Linked DNA regions of Mus musculus: all the other regions are linked to region 1. The links are chromatin contacts, called in public HiCAR-type, HiChIP or PLAC-seq and promoter capture Hi-C maps. All regions are on one chromosome and are shown on one strand. The core of a region is the stretch at or near the end of the contact, and the rest is flanking DNA. Distances in the headings are between cores, read along the strand shown. Region 1 holds the start of Lgr5 (leucine rich repeat containing G protein coupled receptor 5). Region 2 holds the start of Ptprr (protein tyrosine phosphatase, receptor type, R). Region 3 has its middle 39 kb from the start of Ptprr. Region 4 has its middle 29 kb from the start of 4930422I22Rik.

Region 1 (4,679 bases), core at 1,329-3,828:
ACGGGGTGCAGAGTGTCATCAAGTAGCATCCTTCCTAATTGAATTCTAACTTTCAGAGATTGTCTATAGTGAGGGACAGAAAGCAGTGGCAGTAGGTGGCAGTAACTTCTGAGACAGAGAAGGCAGGATGCAATTAGATACATCTGATGTATATGGGAAATCGCGTTTAAAAAAAAAGAATTTTAGGCTTTTGGTAACATAAGCCCAACAAATGTTCATTCCTTCACGTGGGAGGAAAAAAAAAGTAAGCCGGACACTTCGTCAACGTGTTTGCATATTTTGTAATATGTTATATGATATGTTTGCAATGTGTGTGAGGGGGGCTGCTCACTGCACTTGTCTATAGTCAAATTTCCGCAGCGTTGGGGGTGGGGGTGGGGGATAGCGTAGTCCCTAAAAGAGAAATCACCAAGCTGATCTCAGAAACAAACTGGAGAACACATTATCCCTCGAATTACTGAAGTTAGCGGTTAAACTAGGGAGGCTGGGGGGAAGGGAAGCGTATTAAAGTCTGTGGTAAGACAGCTGTTCCGAAGGAAATGTAAATTCGGAGAGAACGCTTGTTTCCCAGAGCAGAATTCCATCCCTAAAAAAATTATCACCGCATGTAATGATTTCAACTGAAGGGAAACCCGGTGGGGAAAAATTATGTTCTATCCAGTCAAATAAGAGTGACCTGAATAGTTTCACGGAACACGGAGGTGCCCAACACGGAAACCTAGGAGGCTGGTCTCTTTCTTAAGTCACAATATCAAAACAGGTCGAACGATATTTTCTGTTGCTCATTGTCTCCAGAAGAAAAACAAAACAAAACAACCACTCACTGCCTAGCAGGGGAACATTGTGTAAGCCTGGTGTTTCTTCCCGCAAAACTCCTAACCAGAGGGGGGGAAAACCGAACTCACAACCATTTCAGTCAACTCCTGCCAAGGTAACATCAGAGAAAGCCGAAACTGGGAACACAGGGTTTGGAATGGGCTCGGCGAAATGTCTTGATTTTAAAAAAAATAAAGACCACAAATTTATTTCACCTCATAGTTAGGAGATCGGGTTACCTCAAGGTGGCCTGACCCTGGTCTCTGGGCCCCAAGGAACCGAGCTTCAGATTTGAAGGAGAGTCGGGAGGAGTACTTATCTCGGTCCCACAGAGATGAGTCGCTTCTGAGTCACCTCATCTAACCCACCACCTGTCACCCTCCCGCCTGGGCTTCTCAGAGACCACATTATTAAGGAACCGCAGCTTTGGTTCCACGGTCGGGGATTTGGACGCCATAGCAGGAGCAGAAAAGCTAGGACAATTCCCAGGGGCCGATAGAAAGCTCCAGGTCCCCCTTTGGATGTCAGCGGCGCCCCTGTTTACCCGCCCGGCTGCCTTCAGCCCACTTCCCTTAGCTGCGGCGGGGGAGGAGATGGTTAAAGATTACAATGTGGCCGGCGGCACTTCAAAGGGCGGTTCGGCCAGCCAAAGGTAAAGATAACGTTCTGGCAGCTCTAATCGGGGGTTTGTGGTTGCCACATTTTAATCACTTTGTTTAAAAAAAAAAAGGAAGAAAAAAAGAAAAGAGATTTCACCACACTCCAGTGTGTGGGGGGGGCGGTGTGTGCAGAGCAGCACCCCCCCGGGGGGGGGGTTGAAGAAGTTGTGTTTCTCTTGCAGGGAAAGTTTTTCAGCCCAGACGCAGAGGTCGCGCCTGTGAGCAATAGGACAGCCTGCCCTTGGGTCCCAGGTCCCTGAGCACAAACCCCCACTCAGCACACAAATGCGCACATTCGGAGGGACTGGTCCTGCGTCCTGCCAGGCGCGGCACTGCAAAGCAGCCTGCGCACCGGCTCTCTGCCCCAGTGCGCTTTAAGCTCCTTCTCCCAGGGTACAGAAAGCTAGGCTCTGCTCTGTCAGAGAGAGAGACACGTGCCTTTCTCTGGAGGCACAACAGGTCTGGTCAGAATGCCCTTGGCAAACTCGCCTGCCCCCTCCGGAGCAGGCGTGTGCCTGTGGGGAGCCCCAGCCGAGGTTTCCCACCTATACCCCATCCCTTTTGAGCTCGGTGCCCGCAGCGAGGCGGGGGGGGGGGTCACTTACAGGTAGGAGGTGAAGACGCTGAGGTTGGAGGGCAGCTCCGAGAGCCCCAGGTCCGAGCAGTCCACCCTGAGCAGCATCCTGCCATCCAGCTCACAGTGACAGTGTGATGGGCAGCCCCGCGGTATCGCATCTGGTCCCGGTGAGCTGCCGGCGGCCACCAACTGCAGCAGCGCCAGCAAGGACAGGAGCATGTGGACGCAGGAGGTGTCCATGGTGCCCGAGACTGGGAGCAGAGAGCAGGGAGCCTGTAGAGGGCAGCGCCGGGGCTGATGCAGAACCGAGGCGCTCCGGGCTCTTCTCCACCGGCTTCTGCAGCTCACCAGACGTCTGCAACCCCAATGGGCGTCTGCCGGGTCGTAGCCCCGTGGGGACCGCGCAGAGAATCGTGGTCCCACCGGCCTCGGGAGCCCTCTCTCTGAAGTCGCCGCAGTGGCTGTGAGCGTTGTTGCTGCTGCAGGCGGTCTGAGCTGTGTGCAGCAGCATCTCCGCTCGCACGCTCCTTTTTTAAAGCGCTCCAGCCAAATTGCGCGCCCAGTGACGTCAGCGCAGCCCTGCTTTCCAGGCACCCCGAGCCCGGCCTCGCTTTCCCTCCTCCCTCCCACCATCCCTGGACCCGGCTGCGCGGGCGGCTGGCAGCCTGAGGTCTTGGGGAGTGCTGGGCGCTTCCAATGGGTGGGTACCTGCACCCAGCGTCCCGGGCCCGGCAGGGGTCCCCCACCTGCACCCATCCTCTACAGTTCCTGGGTACCCGCGACTGAGATGTGAAAGCTAAAGGGGACTTGCTTCAAAACAACCTAAGGGGACACTTAGGGACTGAAAGATAACACAGGCTTTCTCTGGTCCATGTCAGATAACCTAGGGGGATGCATGCAGTGCTTGTTAAAAGGACCAAAATCTGATCCGAAAGATTGGCATCACAGAAGGAGAGCAGGAGTCCCCCGGGAAGATGGGTGGCCTTTTTGATCCTTCCATCAGGGCGCTGTCTGGCTCCCTCTTGCTCAACTATCAAAGCCTCAAAGAAATCGCTAAACAAATAAAACTAGTAAGCTGGTACTCCAGGGTCCTCCCAATTCACCCTGGACCAGGGAAGCAAACTGGCTTTAAAAAGGCAGCGGCCTCGGGGTGGGGGTGATATTCTCACGCTGTTCACTTGTGGAGGGATCTTAAAACCAAGAGCCACCCCACTCAGGTGAGTCTCCTAGGCCTCCTTTCAGACACCTTGGAAGAACACTAATGAAAGAAGGAAGTTCTTACACACCAACAGGGAATTCTGCTGGGAAAAAGGATGAGAAGAAAGAAGAACCTGAAGATTTGGTTCTCCCTCCCCCCCTCCATTCTTCTCTCCCTCCCTCTCACTCTCCCTCCCTCCCACCCTCCCTCCCTCCTCTTCCCTTTTTCCCTCCCCCCCTTTTGGAACTAGACCTCAGTGAAGTAAAAGTCGACCACACCTGAGCGAACAGCTGTGGATTTCAGGCCAAGCCTACTTTGCCAACTTTCCCCTCTGGACCACAGGAAGTCCGGTAGCCCTTTGGCATTCAAGTCCACCTAGATTTGATTCTTAGTCTGTCCAGTGGAATTTATCTGAGAAACTGAATTTTAAAAGCAGGAAGACTTTCCTTTATGTGACATATTTATCACCTTTTAGTCCTAGGAGTGGTTCCTAAACTTGCCTCTTCACCTGCCTGATATAGCCATATACGGATACATGCATATTTATGAACTTATATTATTTCATTTGAACCTATAGTCCGAGTATGGATTTTTGTTGGGTGAGGCCTGTTTTCAGTAAGTTTGTGTTTCTCCTTGATAAGGTTTGGGGGACGGACACACACACATGCACACACACACACACACACACACACACACACTTGCAGAGCGCAGTCATGGTCTTTCTCATCTTATTCATTTATTAAGGGAAGAAATCACAGCCTAGGATCTGGGAAGAGTAGTTCCATGGAGAACCATGCCATGAGTTAGACTTGGTTTCTGGGAAGCCAATGCATTCCCCTCACTGTGTTCTTTCCCTTACCTCCTCTCTCATTCACAATACACCCACTGCGCCTGTCCTCTGCCCACTCTCACTGGTTTTTGTCTTTTTCAGCCATTCCATCCACACTTAGACAATGCTGACTCATTACCTATTTTCCTTCCATTTAAAAAAATGGAACTGGAGACTCTCACTCTTTCTGTGGATTGCATGGGTACCTGTAGGGATACAATCGGAGATGTCTGCAGTGTCCTAGACCTTAGTTACCTTTCTTTACTCAAGGATCATTTATCTCAAGTGTTTAATCAACTTTAGCTTGATCCCTTTGAGGGAAGGGTCTAGGCATGCAGAAATGGTTGTGCCCACAATCTGTTTAAAAGCACCAAACAACGCCCTTTGATGTCAGTGTTACCCAAAGGAGCATAGCGTTGCCGTGGAGTGGGTCGGGTAGAACTGCATGTGAATCTAGATTCTTCCAGCTTCATGGTGCTTGATCGCAGACCCCAAATGAGCCAAGTCTCAGTAACCATTCCGGTAAAGTGGTGGAGGTGTTATTTATCTTGGTTGTTCTAGATGTTACAGTGTCTGGAACTTGGCCCATGCCAAATTTAC
Region 2 (4,679 bases), core at 648-3,147, 430 kb after region 1:
CTGCCTGTATATCAGAAAATAATATGGCAAACAGAAACAGAAAAAGAAACTCTGATGCAAGGGTCAAAGCTGCAGAAAAGATTGCAGAAAAGTCTCGGCGAAACTCTGGTCCTCAGAGGCAGAGCCCACTACAGTCACAGGCACAACCAGGGGAGCAGCAAGAGTGCTTTTTATGCTTCTATTTTTAGGACAGAGAGAATGGTGAGGTATTAAAAATACATGTCATCTTGCTCACACTCCACCTGTTAGAGTTTAATTCCTGGCCTTGTCTTCTCAGAGCTCTTGATACAAAAAATTATAAAAGAAATAGGTGGCACTGCCTGAGCACCCAGAGCCTTTGAGGCCGGTCCTAATTTCGGTTCTGTTGATTATCTGGCTTCCTATTAGCTGTCTCAGTCCTCAGGGGATGCAGGAAGAAAGCACTCAATGAGCCTCGCAGTTCAATTCAATGAGCACTTATTACTACCTCGTATTTGGCCAGCACGATTTTATTCAATTTAAGTTAATGCAAAATTTAGAGCTTCTCAAAGAGCCTGCAGTTGGCGAAATGTGTGTCACAGATAAACGAACCGTTTGAGAGAGAGAGAGGAAAAAAAAAATATATATATATATATATATATATATATATATATATATATGTGTGTGTGTGTGTGTGTGTGTGTGTGTGTGTGTGTGGCGGTGTTCAAAAAGCGGGGAAGAGGAAGGACATTATAATGTCAGGTTAGCCCAAAGCTTCTTAAGAAAAAAACAAATTTAGACCTTTGTAAGCAACTGGGTGGGCAGTGGTCTGAGTGAGGTCCATTGCCGAAGAGGCAGAAGGGAAACCTGCGAATAGAAGCAGAAGATGAACAGTCTTGAAGGGAGCTTGGCTGAGGGACATTTGGCCTTAGAGTAATTAGTCACTAGAATGGTAAGGATCTTCATCCTACCAACTTAGGTAAAGGAACTAAAAGTGCATATATTTGCACACTGTGCGAGCCTCGTTAAAGGTACAGGATTGGAGCGGAGAAGTCGAGTTAAGTTGATAAGGCTTGAGTGGCTCAGCTGTGAAAAGCTCTCCTTACTTTCCCAGAAGACCCGGGTCTTATTCCTGCGACCGCGTGGCAGTTCGCAACCATCCATAAATCCAATCCTAGCCTTTTAACAACCTCATTTGACCTCTGAGGGCAATGACACACAGGCGTGGTGGACAGACAGGCATGCAAGCAAAATACCCCAATACATTATTTTTTAAATTAATGATAAAATCTTAGGTAATTATTTCCATAAAACACCAAAGACCGTTCCTTTCCTTCGTATTACACGGGTGTACTTCCCTACCCTGTAAGTATGACCTCCCTGTTTTCAAGCACTCCAGTCAAAGACTTGAGGCTTGAATTTAGTGGAAGTACAAAGATTGGAAGAAAGAAGCCTGGGGTGAGCTCATTGGCAAGAAGGGGGCGCTCTCGGAATATCCCGTTTGCTTAAACACAGCAGGCTGTAAGTGGGAACATTTGCCCAACCAGGCCAGAACTCGCTGCTTGCCTATGCTTCACTAGGGTGGGGACATACTGGGAAACTGGTCAGCCTGCAAGCATTTAGTTGCCACAGTGAGCTGAGTCCACGCGTGATTCAAAAATGTGAGGAAGGAACCAGATGAGTGGCCCCCTCCACTTCCCTCCTTGGGTTTCTGTGGTCCTGGCCCCGCCTCTTCCCTCCCCACTCAACTCCTCCCCCCGCCCAGATTTAGGAGGAACTCTAGGACCTCAGATTTAGGAGGTCCCTAAAGCTAGCCTCCAGCCCCTCCTCCCCCTCCTCCTCCTCGTGGAGCTTGTTCCCCTCGCAGTCTCAGCTAAGACCCGGAGAGGTGGAATTTCGATTTGAAACTCCCTAGCCAGGGCCGGAGCTGGGCATGCTCAGTGCCTCGGTGTGTCTCGGCTGCTGCTAGCTGCACAGGCAGCAGAGGCGCTGCCTGGCTCGGAGGCTGGCACTAGAGTCCACCCCACTGTCACCACCGGCTGCGGGCTTCCAGAAGGCCAAACTCTCACCTCTTCTGAGCGTCTTGCCCCCATCAGCCTCGAGTCCCCATCTCCCGCAGCATCCTACTCTCGTATCTCCCCATCCCTTGCGGAGAGGAAGCAGGTGCTCGGTTCTGTAGGCACGCCACAGACTGCTCTGTGTACCCCAGCGGAGGACCCTGTCATCGGATGCCCGGGATCAAAGGACTCTTGGCAGTGGTTCTCTCAAATAGCACTTAGCCTAGAGTGGGGTTGCGGCGGAGTTTCTCCTCTGACCCTCAATGCACACACTATGAGGAGAGCGGTCGGCTTCCCTGCGCTGTGCCTGCTTCTTAATCTTCATGCTGCAGGTAAGGGCTTGCGGGGTTCAGAGCTGAAGCTAAGGAGAAGATGGGAAACAGCACACGCTAGAGGACTCCAGGGAAAGCTTGCCTGGCAGAGAAAGATTTGGGATAATGTCTGAGGGGTGAGAGAGTGCACCTGTTGGAAGGCTAGGGCTGAAAACTTAGGCTAAATTCAGCTCTCCCTTCTTTATCTTGCATGGCGAAGAGTGAACAGTTTTTAATGTGAATATAGATTTGGTCCCCCCTCCATTGAGCTTTCCTGCTTGTGCTTCTAGGCTTTGCGCTTGGTTGCACATTTTACAGGGAAAAAGAGATGAGACACCCTGCTGGATGAAGCCCTTCCTACTGCAGCGGCTACATCCATAAGATCTCCCAGTGTAGCGAGCGCTCACGGGGATGCCCTGTCTGTAACCTGACGGTCTGCATCTCCGCCCCTAAGAGCCAAATGCTCGGTTTATTCATCATGCTGCTCTAGGCTGCTTTGGCCCCTGCTCTTGTCATTCGGGTTTTCTGAACCAATAAGAGGAAGGAAAGGTTTCAAACCGGAGGCTCCTCTCTATTTCAGCACCACGGTCAGTATCCGCAGTCAGTAAAGAAAAACCCAACCACGCTGACAAGCCTGGGGGTTTTTTATCACTGTGTCCCCAGGATAGATTGGATGGGAGGCAGCGAGAGTGTAAACACATAAAAATAGATTGGACACAAGAATCACTGTGTAGTTCTAGGGATGCACAGCTGATAAAGTGCCTAGGAATTTTATATTCGGTGTCACCTGGCTCCTCTAACCCTGTGGACAGGCTCACTGGACTGCACCCTAGGTGATTTTCACACACGGGAACCAAAATAAAACATGGCAGAGAGATTTCAGGAACCCTGCCGAGACCGCAGTTGTCCATGCAGTGATCCTGTAGCAAGCACAGACCTTTTCTTTGAGTTTCTTTCACACGCATTCATTTCTCTAAGTACACCGAGTGGGAGTGTATTATGCTACTGTGAACACACACACACACACACACACACACACACACACACACACCTACAATCCTTGTTATAGTGCTCCAAAAGACTGAGTGTTTTTTTTTTCATGTATGCAATGATGGGAGTGAGATGTAGTACTTTTTTTGTCCCAGCAATTGCTATTTAAATGCATTGTGAATTTAGAAACAAACAATGTATAGGAACAATAAGGCTATAATTAAGGATGTGTGTTAATTATCATAGATACAATATTACATTGTGGGGTGTTCAGTGGTTCTCTGGTATCTTGAAAAACCAGTGGGAGAAAAAGCTATGATTTGGTCATTAAATTATTTGCAAACATTTCATTGCCACATGTAATTATTTAACGTTAAAATATATGATGATGAAAACATGAACACTGTTATTGTTTTACATCCAATACTGTTTAATGGTACAACTGAAAAAATAGCCATTGCCAAAAAAAAAGTTTTCATTGCTATCCAGTTAAGTAATTAATTATCTGATAAAATACATCAGTGAAGTTATTCTTGAAAATTATGTATAAACAAATGTTAGGGATTGTAATTAATGCATACTAAGTAGTTATAAGCTTGAAATTATAAATAGACTTCATATTAAGCATGCAGAAAACATTTCTAATTTATTATGGATGAACCCTGGGGATAAGGGAAATAGAGAGCATTTTCTCATCAGAGGTGAAACCTGGAAGTCTGCATCCCTCGATGAAGTCTGCATCCCTCGATGATGTCTGGAGGTTTGCCAAAGTGTGTATTACAAAAGTCAAAGCAAATCTATAATCTGCACTTTGCCTTCTTAACATGTAAAAAAAGATTAAAAATAAGATTATCCAGCCAAGTTTAGTTTCATAAGGCAACTGGTGATTTACTACATATTTCAGGTTTCAATTGCAGTATGCTACATATACATTAATTGTATTTGTATTTAATACAGTGCTTTGGAATGGTGTCTTGTCAAAGCAGATTACAAGTCTGGGATTGTAATTGTCTTGCCAGTTTCATTTTGGATTCATTTTTAATTTTAAACAGCAATTTGTGGGTCACAGGCTGTCATCAGATTAAAATGCATCAGAGCTACCTAATATTACTGTTTGGGCTTTTCATCAGAACTCAAATAAATGTGGCTTTCTTGACCTCTGCTCCCACAGATTTAGGTAATCAGAAAGTAAGTGGCTGGGAGAGCAGAGATCAAGAAGCCTCCAAGCCTTTTACTTGTTGAATATCTGAGCTTGTCTCTTGTAAAGAAAGCCACATTCCCAGGGCAGAGGCTGACTCTATTTTTAGAAAGGACAGTGACACCTATACACATTAGCTGCTTGGCTGAAAAGCTAATTGCTCGA
Region 3 (4,679 bases), core at 612-3,111, 390 kb after region 1:
AGATTTATTTATTTTTATTTTATGTGTAGGATTGTTTTGCCTGTGTGTATGTCTGTGTTCTGTGTGTAACAGTGTCTGTGGATGCCAGAAGAGGGCATCAAGTCCTCTGGAAATGGTATTACAGATGGTTGCTGGCTACTGTGTAAGCGCTGGGAATTGACTCTGATCCTCGGGAAGGAAAAACTAGAGTTCTCAGCTGCTGAGCTATCTCTCCAAACTTGTTAAATGAAAAGCAATATATATATACATATACACACACACATATACTATATATACTATATATATTGTGTGTGTATATACTATATTATATATATATATATATATATATTGTAAAATTTGAAAAATATTCACTGATTGTGACTTGTTCAGAGTCACACATTTAGAGGAAATCTAGAATTAAAATCTAAATCTCAGTGGTAGATAGGTATACCTTTCTATCAGCAACATTGCCATTGCCAAGACAAGTGAGGTCTCTTTCAAACTGATCCCTACTCCCCCCCCTTTTTTTTTGACTGTCTAATAAAATACCAAGAATAGGAAACATTTCATTATTGATCCTGAGTCATCTAGATGAGTTAAATCTAAAACATGCTAACCTTGGGCTGGCTGCGGCGATGCGTGTCTGTGTTACCAGTGCCTGTGGGGTACAAGTAGGGGGATCCCGAGGTTGATGGCTCCACAGGAGATTCTGTTTTAATACCAAACAACAAAACGTTAGCTTTAGGCTGGGCCTGGTGGTGCTTGTCTTGATCCTGGCACCCATGAAGCACAGGTAAGTAGATCTCTGAGTGCAGTGCTAGCTTGGTCTACATAGAGAGCTCCAGGCTAGTCAGGGATATATAATGAGGTCCTGCCTCAAAATAAGTTAATGTTTGCCCCCGTTGGGGTGTTGTCTGTAGGCCCTTGTGGTCACTCTGTAATTCACTAGAAATTTAGAATAGGGGAGGCCCAAATGCTCTTTGACTTAATCTGCTTCAGTTGAGACTTTCAGGTTTTATGGTGATGAGAAAGTCACAGGCTTCAGTGGAGACAATGCTTTTCCATCCTGGAGTTTAATCTTTTCCCAGGTTAGTGATGTATGGTAAGACACGTTCTCAACATACTGAACTGTCACAGAGAATCACAGCCTCCACTCAGCCATGAGATCACACAGGAAAGCCATCAACACTCCACTGAGTGTTGTTGCCAAGCTGTGATGTTGGATGGGTTGTTTGCTGAAGACATTTTGACTCAGGATATTTAAAACTTTATGATGACATAACTTTATCACAAGTGTCTGCGTTTATGAACAAGTCACCCCCTCTTCAGTTCTAATATCCTTTTGTCTGAACACTGAATTTCCTGTGTGTCCAAACCATTTCTTCGTGTCAGCTGAAATTGAGCCTACACAGGGTTCAAAAGTTTTATTAATAACTGAACTAAAATGACTGACGGCTGACAGGAAGCTCAACGGTGTGGTTATTAAACAGTCGTGGTGTAAACTATGCATATCTAATTGCCTGCCACTGTACTGTTTGGGGAGTGGTCCAGAGCCAAAGACAGGATGCTTGAAAACATGAAGAATATAAGAGAGTGCTTCAATAACAACAACAACAAAAAAGTGAAATTTTATCCTCACTTTGGCAAGCAAACGTGACAGTTGAGAACAGGTAATGTCAAAAAAATCCTCAGTCCTTGACTAGAGGTCAGTCCTTTGTTCTTTGAGTTTGAAAAGTGGATGCCAGGAGACCTTGCCTCATAGTTAGTAGGCTTGAGGGAGCTGTCACCATCCTGTTCGAGAAAGTTTCCCCACCCTGTGTGTTAATCCCTATAGGCAGTCCCGAGGCCAGCACAGAGTCAGCTTCGTTCCAAATACAGCAAGAGCGGCCAAACGAAAACACGTGGTGCTGGAAACAGTTTTAACATCCCAGAGAGCGAGAGGAAATGAGGGAGTGTGAGGAAACTAGATATCAATATCTCTGTGGAATTTGTCAGCATCAAAACTTTAAAGCCTTACATCAGATGGCCTTGCCTGTGGGATCTCTATGTATGACCTGTATTTGGAAGGAGTTTATTTGGGGTATTTGGGGAGCGCTTGGAAGGCGGAGAACCATAGGTGGGGAAAGCATCTTTTGACCTTATAATGTTCCCTGACTAGGTAATTCTGAAATGAAACAAACTATCAACTTCTTCTTGCCCAAGAGTAGAATAACAGAATACTTTTATCAAAACACAGTCAAAAACTATTACCGAAACCTGATGCTTTTTTATCCTGCGACATGTCAGAAGAAAGTTCTTTTCAAAAACTGCTGCAATAAATTTCCTAAATTATTCAGGCGTGTAGTCAATATCAAAGCAAGTAGAAAGAGAGACATTTCTTACAAGAAACAATTAGTCCTTCCTTGATGTACAGAAAGGAGTTTGACTAACCAACTCCAGCTTGCCCTGTTCCTTATTTAAGAGGCTACCATGTAACAAAAAACTGACTTGGCAAACCCATCAAACTGGTGCTCTGGGTTCAATCATTTGTTAGGTAAGTTAGCATTTTTGTATCTAATTCTGGCTATTTCCACCATGTATAATTTGGTTAGAGACAGAAAGTACAAAATATACAAAAATTCAAATCCATGCTTACTACTGAAAAAGCCAAGTGGTTGGTGTGTGTATATGTATGTATACACACACACACACACACACACACACACACACACACACACACATATATCTTGTTTTGATTATCGGTTACTTGACAGTACTGTCTTCATGTAAGAAAATTGTTCTAAAAAACTATAAAAATTCCAGGAATTGAAACAGAAAATTACCCGGATTGTTATCCTAAGCAAAATATACACAGATTGTCTATATCATAACTTATGGAAGCTCTCACAGGAAGTGAGTGTTATGCTCAGTTCAAAATATTTTTGGATGTTGAAACACAAGCAACAGGAGATAATATTTATAGCTCTCTATTGGTGGCATGACTGTATAAGTTGGCTTTAATCAAGCAATGTCTGCCCAATTCATTTTTTCTTTCTTTCTTTCTTTTTTTAAGCTCCAAGGTTTTTTTCAATGCATGCAGAAACAGTTTTAACTGAAATTCAAAATAGATTCTTAGTTGAAAAACACTGATTAATTTTTTTTTGTATAATTGCATAAGTGGTATTCAGCTAAAGATAAAATATAAACCTTTTTACAAACAGGAAAAAGAAAAACCAGATACAGGTGGAGTTTGGTATAGTTTTACCCCTGAAGCTCCAGTGACATACTGCCCCTCAGGGCTTACTAAGCATATTAGGTTACTGGCCTATGAAGTATTTTCCTGGGATGGCCAAAGTATATGGGAGATCTTAGGTCTGTGTTGAAATATGTATGAAATTACAGCACTTTGAAAGCACTGTGATTGATCCATAACTCACTGGGCCATGGGGGAGAGTCACATTCAGAATGATTAATGTAGGACAGGCCAGAACTCAGAAAGTGTCAGGAGAGAGAAGCCTTTATCCTTCAGGGCAGCCATATTCTCTGGTTCTTCTGTGAAGTGAACTAAAGTGGATCAAATCCCTTTTCCTTCCCCAAGCTTCATATCTAATGACAGACATGACATTCTATTTGCTGTGCAGCTACACAAATCTTTTGTGGTTTTTTTTACATGTAACACAGTACAAATATCCACAAGAAGCAGTAGCGTTCCTTTTCTCGACTGAAATAAGGAGAATTATTTTCATCTTAAAACAGTAAACTCCTAGAATAATCAGGTCTATATTGGCATAAGGTTTATCAATGAGGGAGATGTAGTGTTCAGCTCAACAAGAGTATACTGTTCTCATGTTATTTGCTAAGTAAGAGGCTGAGGGATTGAATGCTAAATCAGAATGTATTGTGGAAACAACCAGATGAGCTGGCCCATTAAAGAATTGATTTCTGGTCGGTAGTGCAATCCATTGTCCAAAGTATGAGTGTGTGATGATTGAAACAACCAAAGCCACCAGCAGAATCTTGAGTGGGTGCCATAGGGCCTCAGAAGACTTGAAGGAGGTTGTACTGATGCCAGCAACTCCTCACCTAGGAACGAGAAGGAATGGAAAAGACCAGTAGGCTTGTTTTGGGTTTCTCATCTCCAGCCCCAATACTTGGCATTTGGAAGACGTTTCAAAAGTCAATAGTTCTTTTAGATTCAAATCATGCTAAGAGCACTCGGTGATAAAAACGAAATCTTGTTAGCTTCACCCACACTTCAAAAGGTTACATTTATTTATTTATTTTTTAAAGATTTATTTATTTATTACATGTAAGTACACTGTAGCTGTCTTCAGACACTCCAGAAGAGGGTGTCAGATCCCATTACAGATGGTTGTGAGCCACCATGTGGTTGCTGGGATTTGAACTCGGGACCTTCGGAAGAGCAGTCGGTGCTCTTAACCACTGAGCCATCTCGCCAGCCCCAAAAGGTTACATTTATTTACTAATCTCAGAACTCCAGGGAGGGGGCATGAATGTAAGTATCTAGATGAGAATGTTCCAACCTGCAAACCATCCAGGGGGTTACAAATCAACCAAAAGGATGGGGATCCTCAGAGTCTGGACTAGAGAGTCAAGAAGCTATCAAAAGAGCTAGAGGAACGAACGGCGTAGTAAATTTGTAGAGCCGCTTAGAGAAAAAACAAAAAAATTGGCAGTACATTTTAGGAACCGGACAACAT
Region 4 (4,679 bases), core at 746-3,245, 310 kb after region 1:
AGACCAGTGAGATTTAATCGCTTGAAGATAGAGCCCAAAATGGCCATATCTTTTGCCTATTGAGATAGCCACATACGAACAGTATTTTACAGGCTGGTACAAAACCATCAGTTTATTTTTATGCTATTATAAATTATTATTTATATACTGTTGGCTATTTCTGATGATCCTTCAGATTTCCATAGTATATAATACAATATCAAACATTTCTTGATTTATATTGCTCGCTTCTACTATGCTCCTAGATTGGATAGCAGGTCATGAGTGACCTCTATGTTAAAATGTTGCTTCTTCACTGAGCTACTATTTCACTGGTTTAATAATAGTTTTGAAAAACTGGAATAATAAGTAGACTTCTCTGAGCCCTGCCTCCATCACCCCCCCCCCCACACACACACACACATACACGTACAAGTAAAAAACAATAGCTAGGCATTGAGCAGATGGCTCAGGTGGCAAAGTGCTTGCTGTTAGGCACTACGACCTGTGTTTCATCCCCATCTCTGGAGTTGCTGGGACAGAAGGACCCCTGTGGCTGGTTAGCTAGCTAGCCTGTTTGAATTGTTAGGTTTCTGGTCTCAGTGAAGGACATTATTCTTGCTTTTAAAAAAGAACAGAAAAGTGCAAACCACCAACACCACCACCACCTCCGCTACCAGCAAAATCCAAGGTGGGTGACTACATCTGAACATCTGAAGTTAACTTCTCATCTTTGCAAGCACATGTACTCAAATGCACCTGCACACATGACAGCAGGTGACCCTTTCCCAAACACACACACACACACACACACACACACACACACACCCACCCACTAGAGGAGCCAATTTCTAGGGCTGTTTGATGGTTAACTTAGTTCACATATGTTTCACCAATAGCGCCTGGCAGGTGATTACACAATCATGTGTGAGCTGCTTGCTGCCACAGCTCTTCTATTATTTGATTCTCATCCAGTCCTATAAATGAGGGAGAACAGGCTATTCTCATTTTGTATTAAAGAAACAGATCTTAAAAATTCACAGACCCTGCCTGCTCAATGTCAGAGCTAACATCTTCTGGAAGAGTATCCTTAAGAGCTTTTGGCATTTCGGTGTGGGTCTTACTGCATCTCATTTTCCTCACTAAGGGCAATCCTAAAGTTCCTTGCAGCATGTTGTTGTTGTTGTTATTCTGTTCTCCCTTTGTCCCAAATTCCATGAGGACTTTCTGCTACCTCTCACAACTGGGAAACCACTGATGTATAGCATGTGAGACTCCCCCAGGAGAAAGTCCATTGGAGGCCAGACAGCTAACAGTCATCCATTCTTTGTGACATATTTCTGGAGTATATATTCACAGTATTGTTATCATCACAACTTGTTATTTATTGAGTGCCATCCCTTTGGGTGGAGCTGTGCAGAGCACACACCAGACAGGGCCTCCATCCAAGGAAATGGAATTCAGATGGTTGTGATTCATGAGATAATGATAAAGTCCCTCAGGTTGTGCAAGGCAGCTCTGCAGTGACATCAGCCTTGGATGTCTCAGTGCAAAGAGGCTTCCATATGAGAGGAAGGGGATTATGGTGTCTGGCATCAAAGGACCCAAGATGGTTCTAGGTATGAGGTGCATCATTAAGGGCAGTAAGAAAAAGAATGGGGAGGCAAAGGGTAGAGGGGAGAATGTGAGGGTCCCATCAGTCTTCAGGAAAGAGGATTGTGGAGAGAGCAAGTGATGCTGTCCAGAGCTGAGAACGGGTGGCTGTCTCCCAGCCCCATGTGCTATTTGTCCTGGGACAGACTGAGAGAACATGGCCTGCCTTGTTAAGGGAAGTGGTTCCACACGGCTGCTGAGTCTATGCTAGGAGTGGAAAGTTATATCACATCTGTACTGGTTTTTAATCTCTGTTTGGTTTTGTTTGTTCAAGTTAATGAAAATGATGTGCTATTGTTATGTAGCGGTGCCAGAAGAGAATTTCACCACAGACTTCAGAAATGTCTTTGGGTCCGTGCCCATTTCGTGTGGTTTCACTTTCCCCCATTTTCCTTCCTCCTGCCCTTTCACTCCTTCCCCCTGAAGCACTGCTCTCATGCAGACGGATTAATCGCATGTGAAGGAAGGCTATTTGAAGACAGTTCAGCCAAGTGGGCAAGCCAGCGTCCAGAGATACAGTGGCATAGCCAGGAGGGAAAGGTGGATGGACCTAGCTGCAGAACCATCTGATGGAGGCATAATTAACGGGTCTTCAAATTCATAGCTGGAGCTGAGGAATGACGATGAATACACCCCCATCTGGGAATAATTAACAGTAATTTATAAACTCCTCATGGAAAAGAACGATGTCTTCACCTTTCTTAGCCAGTCCCCTGGGCACCATAGAGGATGCTTCGAGTCTTTCAGTATTTATTAAGTACTAGGCACTCTGCTAAGGAACCCAAAAAAAAATAAAATTAAAAAAATAAAAGACACACACATAGAACTTAAATGTTTGGGGGAACGGATAAAACAAGGTAGAATGTGGTATCTGTATCAAATAAGATAAATCCAGAGATATGAAGCTACATTGGTAGAAGGCATACACCATTCAGCACTCACAGGAATTTGTTTAAACTAATACAAATGGGAGTTTATTGGTTCACTTGACTGCAAAGGAAAAGTTATTACTAGATAGATGCAGACTAAATAGTCTACCAGGAATTTGTCTCTATTATTTTGCGTCACTTCTACTTCCCTCTGCTTTAAATTATTCTTTTTATTTAAAAGTATATTTTTATTAATTCTTTGCACAGTTCATACAATGTGTTTTGGTCATATACAGCCTTCCTCTAAGATCTATTCTTACCCATCTACCTTCAGTCTCAACTTATGTCCTCATTATCTATTTGTTTGTCTGCCTAATAATGCATCAAGTCCAATGTATGGTATATATATATATATATATATATATATATATATATATATATATATATATATATATATATATATGTATATATATATATATATATATATATATATATATCAGTGGGAGCCCATCTACCCACCAAGAGCAATACCTTTAAAGAAAACTGACTTGCCCTCCCCACCAGAAGCCATCAACTGTCCACAGTTCCTCAGTCAGAAATGGAGACTGATGATCCCCCCACTATAAGCTAGCATTGGTGACTAAGGTGACCATTGTTGCCAGAGCCCTAGGAAGGCGTGACATCACTGATAACATTTCTCAGTAATCACCGATCATGGGTTCTTTGTTTTACATGGGTGAAGGTTGGGTCAGCGTTTCATAGGATGAGCCTCAGATGAGATAAGTGGCTTAGCTTTAGACACCGTGCTTATAAAAACCAAGCACTATCAAATCCTGCTGTCATCCCCAGCAGATTAGAAACTTCAGTGAGACTCAGGCAAATGCAGCCCAGAGACCAGGTGAGAGGCAGCTGACCCTGTCTGCAGTTTAGATACAGCTACTCATCTACTATGAGGTGGGTGAAATCGACTGTACTTAGATTTTGTTTTAGATTTCCTGTCTTTGTGAGATTAATGGAAACACAGAACAGCCTCGTTATGAGACACTATTCCTGGGGAGACATGTACCAACATCTATTCACCTCAGATAGGAAGCTGATGCAGACCAAAGGATGAATACCACCAAAGTTCAACTCAGAGAACCAATGAATTTTATTGGTGTTCCTTACAGAAGTATGCGTGAGGGGTTACTTACAGAAGCAGAAATGACTCAAAGACAGCTGCATCAGCAAAGCTCTCCCCTGCATGGGTGACAACTCACAAAACCTGAGAACCTGGAACACTGCACACCTCCAGGGAGCTCAATAGGCTGGAGGCAGTTAACTGGTTTCTATGTCTTTTGAGCAGCTAAACTTCTCTGAAACTGACCAACTCTCAGCAGTCTTCACTGCTTATATAGTCTTGTGTGGGAGGGCACTGGTGAACCTGATCAGTTTTGGGAACTTCCTGTAGCTATTTGAGTTGTTTAAGTTTCCCTGCATTAAAGAGCTCTCCTGAAGCATGGAATGTTTCAGCATTGCTACACAACAGATCCAGGTCCCAGGATGCCATTTCATAGGGCATCTCTGTCTTACTTTGAAGGCATCCTGAAAAAAAAAATGACTGTGAAACAAATAGGTTGATATCTTCACCCAAGCTTGAATATTGGCGGGCTTGGTCTTATGCAGCTTGTCTTCAGACAACTGCAGCTGCTGCGAGTTCATAAGTGGAGCAGCCATGCCATGTCTAGCAGACAATGTTTCTGTCTGGTTCTTCCCAACCTCTGGCTCTTACAAACTCTTAGATCCCTCTTCCAAAATATTCAGTTACCTCTGTGTGTGTTTGTGTGTGTGTGTGTGTGTTTGTGTCTGTGTGTGTTTCTATTTATGTTTTGGCAAAGATAACCATCTGTCCCTGCATGTTTATAGGCCACCACCCAGAGAACAGTATCCGTGAATTACAGCACATTTCCAGCAACACTCTGGGAGCTTCCTCTTGCTAGATCAATTTTGGAAAAAATAAAAATTAAAAAAAAGGCCAATTCTTGAAATAATTGTTTTTCTAGTCTAATTGGAGTGGACTGATTGGTGAGGCTTGGGCCATGGGCCAGTTGCCTGGAGCTCAGACAAATTTGGGTATACTCAAAACATAAGACTGAAAGTGTGGGCGAGGTGTTTTTCTAATGAACAAGAGAGTGCAGA

The links. Promoter capture Hi-C pulls out the DNA fragments that hold promoters and counts their contacts. HiCAR-type assays count read pairs that join an accessible place to other places. HiChIP or PLAC-seq counts read pairs in DNA pulled down with a chosen protein or histone mark.
Region 2: a contact with region 1 is called in an H3K27ac HiChIP or PLAC-seq map of SST interneurons, with 9 times the contacts expected there. The contact joins the promoter of Ptprr here to the promoter of Lgr5 in region 1. A contact is called at or near these places in 15 of 39 promoter capture datasets (the 3T3-L1 cell line, 3T3-L1-derived adipocytes, cranial neural crest and 7 more), 3 of 484 Hi-C or Micro-C datasets (all in embryonic stem cells), 4 of 115 datasets of contacts at active chromatin or transcription factors (SST interneurons, astrocytes and embryonic stem cells) and 2 of 9 other capture datasets (adipose tissue and embryonic stem cells).
Region 3: a contact with region 1 is called in a promoter capture Hi-C map of hippocampal neurons, with 3 times the contacts expected there. The contact joins the enhancer-like site here to the promoter of Lgr5 in region 1. A contact is called at or near these places in 11 of 39 promoter capture datasets (the 3T3-L1 cell line, cancer-associated fibroblasts, cranial neural crest and 7 more) and 1 of 9 other capture datasets (embryonic stem cells).
Region 4: a contact with region 1 is called in a HiCAR-type map of fibro-adipogenic progenitors, with 3 times the contacts expected there. The contact joins the enhancer-like site here to the promoter of Lgr5 in region 1. A contact is called at or near these places in 5 of 39 promoter capture datasets (the 3T3-L1 cell line, HPC-7-derived erythroid cells, liver and 1 more) and 1 of 115 datasets of contacts at active chromatin or transcription factors (fibro-adipogenic progenitors).

The regions. Positions count from the first base shown.
Region 1 is chr10:115,585,202-115,589,880 of GRCm38.p6, forward strand. Lgr5 (leucine rich repeat containing G protein coupled receptor 5) reads right to left here and starts at 2,579. Exons shown (of 18, transcript NM_010195.2): 1 at 2,081-2,579. The coding sequence starts at 2,292.
Region 2 is chr10:116,016,466-116,021,144 of GRCm38.p6, forward strand. Ptprr (protein tyrosine phosphatase, receptor type, R) reads left to right here and starts at 1,898. Exons shown (of 14, transcript NM_011217.2): 1 at 1,898-2,347. The coding sequence starts at 2,290.
Region 3 is chr10:115,977,345-115,982,023 of GRCm38.p6, forward strand. No RefSeq gene overlaps it. Among named protein-coding and RNA genes, the nearest start is that of Ptprr, 39 kb to the right of the region's middle. Within about 2 kb of position 1,862, at least 6 of the 459 cell types and tissues checked have an H3K27ac peak or open chromatin away from gene starts, as enhancers often do.
Region 4 is chr10:115,895,531-115,900,209 of GRCm38.p6, forward strand. No RefSeq gene overlaps it. Among named protein-coding and RNA genes, the nearest start is that of 4930422I22Rik, 29 kb to the left of the region's middle. Within about 2 kb of position 1,996, at least 28 of the 459 cell types and tissues checked have an H3K27ac peak or open chromatin away from gene starts, as enhancers often do. A contact at or near this core is called in fibro-adipogenic progenitors, where this site is marked.